Linked DNA regions of Lactuca sativa: region 2 is linked to region 1. Evidence: chromatin contacts called from public Hi-C data. All regions are on one chromosome and are shown on one strand. Each heading gives the region's core, a stretch centred on a gene start, on an enhancer-like site or on the middle of the called end of the contact. The rest is flanking DNA. Distances are from core to core; before and after follow the strand shown.

Evidence for each region. A called contact is a pair of places that touch in the nucleus more often than the background predicts.
Region 2: a contact with region 1 is called in a Hi-C map of leaf, with 9 times the contacts expected there. The contact joins the promoter of LOC111895361 here to the promoter of LOC111895379 in region 1. A contact is called at or near these places in 2 of 4 Hi-C or Micro-C datasets (bud and leaf).

The regions. Positions count from the first base shown.
Region 1 is chr4:137,931,169-137,935,089 of Lsat_Salinas_v11, reverse strand. It overlaps LOC111895379 (acetolactate synthase 1, chloroplastic), which reads left to right and starts at 2,160. Exons shown (of 1, transcript XM_023891462.3): 1 at 2,160-3,921. The coding sequence starts at 2,262.
Region 2 is chr4:138,401,604-138,405,524 of Lsat_Salinas_v11, reverse strand. It overlaps LOC111895361 (protein NUCLEAR FUSION DEFECTIVE 4), which reads left to right and starts at 1,818. Exons shown (of 2, transcript XM_023891441.3): 1 at 1,818-2,294; 2 at 2,617-3,921. The coding sequence starts at 1,959.

The DNA of each region.
Region 1 (3,921 bases), core at 911-3,410:
TGTATGACATTGGTATTTTAGGGGAACTCACTAAGTTTCGGGCTTACAGTTGTTGATTTTGTTTCAGGTACTTCTGATGATTACGAGAAGGCGAAGGTGTGATCGTGCACCTCCTTATATTTTTATGATTTGATTCTGAGATACTCTGAAATGAAACCATTTTGAAAACAAATTTGTAATAATTATTGGTTTTTTAATGATTTAAAAAGTTTCAAATTTACATAATTTTTATGGGTGTTACTATATATATATATATATATATATATATATATATATATATATATATATATATATATATATATATATATATATATATCACAATCACACACTTTATACAATATCTTGAATAACATCATTTAAAATTATAGAATTTTGAGTAATTTTTTTTGAACCTTTAAATGTCTATGTGCAATATTCACTTTGAATTTAAATTATCCATGTTCAAAATGAATTTGTAGATAGTAGACATAATATACTATTATCTTCAAGTTAAAATTTAACTTATACAAGTATTCATTTAACTATGGACTTTAATTGTTTTAAATTTTTTATATCAAAAGTATAAATTTAAGATACATGGAACCAGTAGAGTTTATATATAGGTTTTAAGAACCCTGGAAACATTTTTCGTTATGTAATTCAAATTATTGATATTTTTCTAATTCTCATTTTTAATAGGTAGCAAATTACATATTGATGTTATCGATAACTTTCTTGTAAGTTTAAAATAGACATACTTTTATAAATTTTAAAAATTCAAAAAATTTAACAAAACAGGTACCCGATATTGGAACCGATATCCACCTATTTTCGGTTTCGGTTCCAACATTTTAGGAACCGCCAATACCGGTTCTAGATAATTAGGACAGCTACCCACCTACATTCATCATAGGAAGAAGCCTCTACCACTAAGTACAATCACAAGCCAACAAACTATGTATAGTGAAACAAATCGTCATTTGACGTCACTAAAGAACGGACCTCCACAGATCACCATGTCCTCAATCAACAATAATATATATATATATATATATATATATATATATATATATATATATATATATATATATATATATATATATATATATATATATATATATATATATATATATTAAAGCACATGGATGGTTTTAACAGTAATCTTTTTCAATTCATAGTTTTGACACTTTATTTTTATTTTTTTACATTTTTACCTTAACTTTTTTTAATTCATATTTTTGTCACTTTTAACTTTTCTTAATCATACTTTTGCCACTATATTTTTATTTCCTTACACTTTTGTCTTAACCTTTTTCCAATTTATACTTTTACCACTTTAATTTTATTTCTTATTCACTTTACTTTTATTTCTTTATATTTTTGACTTAACTTTTTTTAATTTGTACTTTGGCCACTTTTAACTTTTCTCGATTCATACTTTTGCCACTATACTTTTATTTCCTTACACTTTTGCCTTAACTTTTTCCAATTCATACTTTTACCACTTTAGTTTTATTTATTTACACTTTTGCCTTAACATGAACCTTTTCCAATGCATATTTTTGCCATTTTATTTTTATTTCTTTACACTTTTGCCACAAAACTTTCACTTTTACTTATTTACACTCTTGGCACTAAAGTTTGATGATTCTTTACACTAACGCCACTAAACTTTGACAACCGTCACTTTTGTGCCAATTTTTTTAGAAAACTTTAAATTATTTCCAACCCATGCGGAGCATGGACTCTTTCCTAGTTCTTTATTAAAGAACATGTCACCTCCTTTATGTGAACGGGTTGGCATGTCTTCGAACCAAATAATAGTTTGACAACGTCTTTGCAAGATCGAAGCAAAATAAGCTTATTTTGGGGCAAATTAGTCCTTTCAAATTTGATATGGACCATCCACGAAACAAATAAATTTTCTTAGGGACCAAAACTAACAAAAAAGGAAATTCTGATTTTAAACTATTACTGCAAATTAATTTTTTTTTTTTTTGGATTGAATCTGAAAAGAATAACAAACCATACGACTACTTTTTGTAGTTTGCACTAAAACTTATTGAAATATTATGCCCGGGGTTGAAATAGGATAGAATAATTAATTGCAGACTAATAATACAAAATAAGAAAAAGAAAACTTTATTTTATACTTTATAGCACAACTCGTTCAAAATGTATAAAAACTAAAATTTAATTAAGAAAAACAAGGATCTGCTTCCTCACCATCATTCCCTCTATTTCAACCAGAGACCTACTCCAACCCTAGACAACATTCAACTATGGCGGCCGTTGCTTCACCAAACCCTCCCGTCTCCGCCAAGCCTCCTTCTATCACCCACCCATTTCAGCCGCGCACCACCCTCCTCCCTCGATTTGCCCTTCCCATTGCTTCCAATCATAAAAAACGCCACCGTCTCCACATCTCCAATGTCCTCTCCGATTCAAAACCGACAACCGCCGCCTCCACCACTACCCGTCCTCCGCTGCCTGCGGAGCCTTTTGTCTCCCGCTACGCCCCTGACCAACCCAGAAAAGGTTCCGATGTCCTCGTCGAAGCTCTCGAGCGCGAAGGTGTCACCGACGTCTTCGCCTACCCTGGCGGCGCATCCATGGAGATCCATCAAGCTCTGACCCGGTCTCAAATCATCCGAAATGTCCTCCCTCGCCACGAACAGGGCGGTGTGTTCGCCGCCGAAGGTTATGCTCGCGCCTCTGGTCTTCCCGGCGTATGTATCGCTACCTCCGGTCCCGGAGCTACCAATCTGGTAAGTGGCCTTGCTGACGCGCTGCTCGACAGTATCCCCATTGTTGCCATCACCGGCCAAGTCCCCCGGAGAATGATCGGAACCGATGCGTTTCAAGAAACCCCGATTGTGGAGGTAACGCGTTCCATTACTAAACACAATTACCTTGTTTTGGATGTCGAAGACATCCCCCGTGTCGTCCGTGAAGCTTTCTATCTCGCATCTTCCGGTCGACCTGGTCCTGTTCTAATCGATGTCCCGAAAGATATTCAGCAACAATTAGTCGTACCCAAATGGGATGAACCCATGAGATTATCTGGTTACTTATCTCGATTACCAAAACCACCAAACGAAGAACATTTAGAACAGATTATTCGTTTAATAGCAGAGTCAAAAAGACCAGTTTTGTACACCGGCGGTGGCTGTTTGGATTCCAGCGTTGAATTGCGCCGATTTGTTGAACTCACCGGAATCCCAGTCGCCAGTACTTTAATGGGTCTCGGAGCTTTCCCAGCTTCCGATGATTTATCCCTTCAAATGCTCGGAATGCATGGAACTGTTTATGCGAATTATGCAGTAGATAAAAGTGATTTGTTGCTAGCGTTTGGGGTTAGATTCGACGATCGTGTAACAGGAAAGCTTGAAGCGTTTGCTAGCAGAGCCAAAATCGTTCACATTGACATCGATTCTGCAGAAATTGGTAAGAACAAAACACCCCATGTTTCCGTTTGTGGTGATATCAAGATCGCATTACAGGGTCTCAACAAGATTCTCGAAGAAAAAGGTGAGATGAAAAATCTTGATTTCTCATCATGGAAGAAGGAATTAGATGAACAAAAGTCAACCCACCCATTGAGTTTCAAAACCTTCGGAGATGCCATTCCTCCTCAATACGCAATCCAAGTGCTCGATGAATTGACTGGTGGAAACGCAATAATCAGCACCGGAGTTGGTCAACATCAGATGTGGGCTGCTCAGTTTTACAAATACAACCGCCCTAGACAGTGGTTAACCTCCGGTGGACTAGGAGCCATGGGGTTTGGCCTCCCTGCTGCCATTGGAGCCGCCGTTGCAAGACCTGATTCCATAGTCGTTGACATCGACGGTGATGGAAGCTTCATGATGAACGTTCAAGAACTCGCCACCATTAGAGTGGAGAATCTTCCGGTGAAGATTCTGTTACTGAACAATCAAC
Region 2 (3,921 bases), core at 569-3,068, 470 kb before region 1:
TGGAATGGTTATCATCCTTATATAGATGTAAGAAAATGGTTGGAACTTGGTTAATGGTGGCTACATGCATTATGGCGCCAAAATGGTGGTTAGAAATATGGTTATTTAGACATAACCGAATATTACATAATCGTGATGTCACGACCTATTTTTGGCGAAAATTGCATGGCTAGACTCCTTCATGATATAGATGTAGATATCACACCTTTCCTCCTTCAATAAATGTAGATATTGTCTTGAAAAACCCTTTCCGATTATACACCTTTCCTCCTTCAACTTCACTTTTTTCTTCACTGAAGTTGTCGACAAGAACCCTAAGATCTTCCCTGGTAAATTCCAATCCCTCCTATACCCTTCGAGGAAACCAATCTCATTTATCGGATCATTACTATAACCCGAAAATATTGCATTCTCTGTCATACAAATGAAACCAAAGGATCCAACATCGGTATCAATCTTTTGTTGGAGAAGGTTTTCGAGTAGCCCTGATTCTTTAATGACAACCCTAATGTGCTCTTTCATGGCGTCGATTGCATTGTTTCTTACAAACATTTGGGTCAAAGTTACGTTTCCTAGTTCAGAGCTTGGCGTCTGCAATCGATTTAGAGAGAAGAAGAAGGAAATGACGACCTTACCGGAGAAATCCCAGACGAGATTGGAAACTGCAGAAACCTCATGGTGAGCTCCCATCGGATCTTGGCGAATGTTCAAAGCTCCGACTAGTACAACTTCGTCGAATCAATCCTTGTAGAAATCAGAAGGAAACATATTGATCGAAGAAGGGAAATGGTGTAGTCGATGATGAAGAGGGGTTGTACATCGAAGATATCATCAGAAGCAACGCCGAAAAACCAAGTTTAACCGGAGAAGAGGACCTAAAAACTCATTTTTGACTGGAAATAACGCCGGAAACCGGCAAAATCCACTATTACCGGTCTTACTGATATAATATACATGTTTCAACAAGTTCAAGGGTTAATAAAAACGAAAAATAATTAATGACCAAATGTGATAAAAATTAAATTACATTCTATGATTATACCTAATAATTATTCATGGAAATACTTTTTTTTTTGTTTAGTTACTTCATGTCCTTTTCAAAATAATAATAAAAAAAAAACATGGAGATCTCATACCTACCCCCAACAATACCAATACTACAAAAACGAGAAGGTAGGTACGTGAAATCGTGTTCTATGGCTGCTAGGGCCTCACGTCTGACAAATGGAAAAGTTAATATTTATTTATTTATTTGTTTATTATTATTATTTTTTACAAGTTTATCGATCTTTAAAGAGTAAATTACATGAATGGTCCCTATAGTTTAGAGTAATTAGCGCGTTTGGTCCCTAACTTATTCTCTTAACTCGGAAGGTCCCTACTGTTTGCTTTTGTTAGACACTTGCTCCCTGTCTTACCTAAAAAGACTATTTTTCCATTGATTTTTTTTAATTTATTTAAATAAACATACCTCAACCCCACCCCTTCACCTTATCTTATATACTCCATCATTTTTTTCTATTTAAATAATAGTGTTTTTAGGTAAGACAGAGACCAAACGCGTAACAAAAACAAATAATAGGGAACAATCGCGTAACAAAAACAAATAATAGGGACCTTCCGAGTTAAAAAAATAAGTTAGGGATCAAGCATGCAAATTACCACTAACCGTAGGGACCATTTGTGTAATTTACTCACCTTGTAGACATAAAACTAAATAAAAGTCTTTAGCGTTTATTTGCATGAAAAAATAAAAAAAACATTTTATAATGGCAAACACGTGTTTATAAAAAAACAGTCATATAATCTCAATTTAAAGAACACCCATTGGGAAAATAAAAATAAAAATCAAACACAACTCCATCTTCTTTGCGTAGCAATCTGAAACACCCATAAAGCTTCTGACCTTGTTCATGTAATCTTGACAATCTTTCTTGGCTTTTCTTGAACTCACAACGATGATCCGATTACCAGAAAAGGTGAACACTTTTCTGAGCAACAGATGGCTAGTTTTTGTGGCTTCTATGTGGGTTCAATCTTGTTCCGGGATTGGGTATATGTATGGGAGCATATCGCCGGTGATCAAGAGCACCATGGGTTATAATCAGAGGCAGATTGCAGCGTTGGGTGTCGCTAAAGATATCGGTGATGCTATCGGGTTCATCGCCGGAAGTTTGTGTGAAGTTGCTCCGATTTGGGTCGTTCTTTTCATCGGCGTTGCTCAGAATTTCTTTGGCTATGGTCTCGTTTGGCTCACTGTCAATGGCACCCTGCCGGAGTTGCCTTTATGGGTGGTAAGTCTCTCTCTCTCTCTCTCTCTCTCTCAATATAGATGTATGTATGTATGTATAGCTTGTTGACTTTGAAGATTGAAACACGTTTGTTAGTGATTTTGTGAAAATAGGATCATGACTGCCTATTTGTTTATGTGTTTATCCAACGGAGTTTTCAAAAGTTAGAATTAAACTTTCTTTTGAGATAAGATTTGTTCCTGGAATCCACTTTTGACTTTTAAAAGTCAAAAGGAGAAAGAGTTATGGAGTTTCAAATTCGAGAACTAATATTTTGTTTTTAGTTCAAATTGGCCTTTTCTAAAGCTTCCAACTTTATGTGCAGCTATGTGTTTGCATATTCGTTGGAACAAATGGCGAAACCTACTTCAACACCGGAGCTCTTGTTTCCGGCGTCCAAAACTTCCCCAAAAGCCGTGGTCCAGTCGTCGGAATCCTCAAGGGTTTCGCCGGCTTGAGCGGAGCTATTTTGACACAAGTTTACACCATGTTCAATTTCCCCGATGAATCCGCCATTATTTTCGTGGTGGCAGTTGGCCCCACGATCGTGATTTTATCCGTCATGTTCATCGTTAGACCAGTCGGCGGCCATAGACAAGCTCGACAATCTGATAACACAAGCTTTTTAGCTCTATATGGCGTTTGCCTAATCCTCGCTGCTTATCTTCTAGCTGTTCTAATCCTTCAAGATCTTGTCAATTTAAACCAGCCCACAATCATTGCCCTAACAATCGGATTACTGATTCTTGTATTACTTCCCGTTACGATTCCAATCTTTTTAGTGTTCTTCTCCCCCAAATCCCATGATCCCATGGAAGAAACCCTTCTCATCGAGAATCAAAACCCTGATGTCATTTTAAGCGAAGTAGAAGACGAAACAACTTCAGAAATCGATTCACTTCCCGACACCGAAAGGGAAAAGAGAATCTCCCATTTGCAAGCGAAACTGGTTCAAGCAGCTGCGGATGGAGCTGTGAATGTGAAGAAGAAGAAAGGTCCACGAAGAGGGGAGGATTTCACTTTATTTCAAGCATTACAGAAAGCCGATTTCTTGCTCATGTTCTTCTCTCTAGTTCTCGCATCTGGTTCTGGGTTGACTGTAATCGATAATCTTGGTCAAATGTGTGAATCTTTAGGCTACGAAAACCCTCATATCTTCGTCTCCATGATCAGTATCTGGAACTTTCTTGGTCGTGTTGCTGGTGGGTATTTCTCCGAGATCATCGTAAGGAAATACGCATACCCAAGACCAGTCGCCATGGCTGCTGTTCAAGTAGTGATGGCATTTTCGTTATTTTACTACGCAATGGGGGCACCAGGGGCAATTTACATCGTCTCCGTCGTAATGGGTTCTTGCTACGGAGCTCATTGGGCTATAGTTCCATCTGCGGCTTCGGAGTTATTTGGTTTAAAGAGCTTCGGAGCGTTGTATAACTTTCTCGCCCTCGCAAGTCCTACTGGTTCTCTCATCTTTTCTGGTGTTATCGCTAGTGGGATTTACGATTATGAAGCGAAGATTCAGAGTCAAACAGTTGGAGAAGGAGAAGCACTCACTTGCTATGGAACTATTTGCTATTCGATCACTTGTGGGATCTTGTCAGTTCTTTGTCTTACTGCTGTTTCGTTGAGT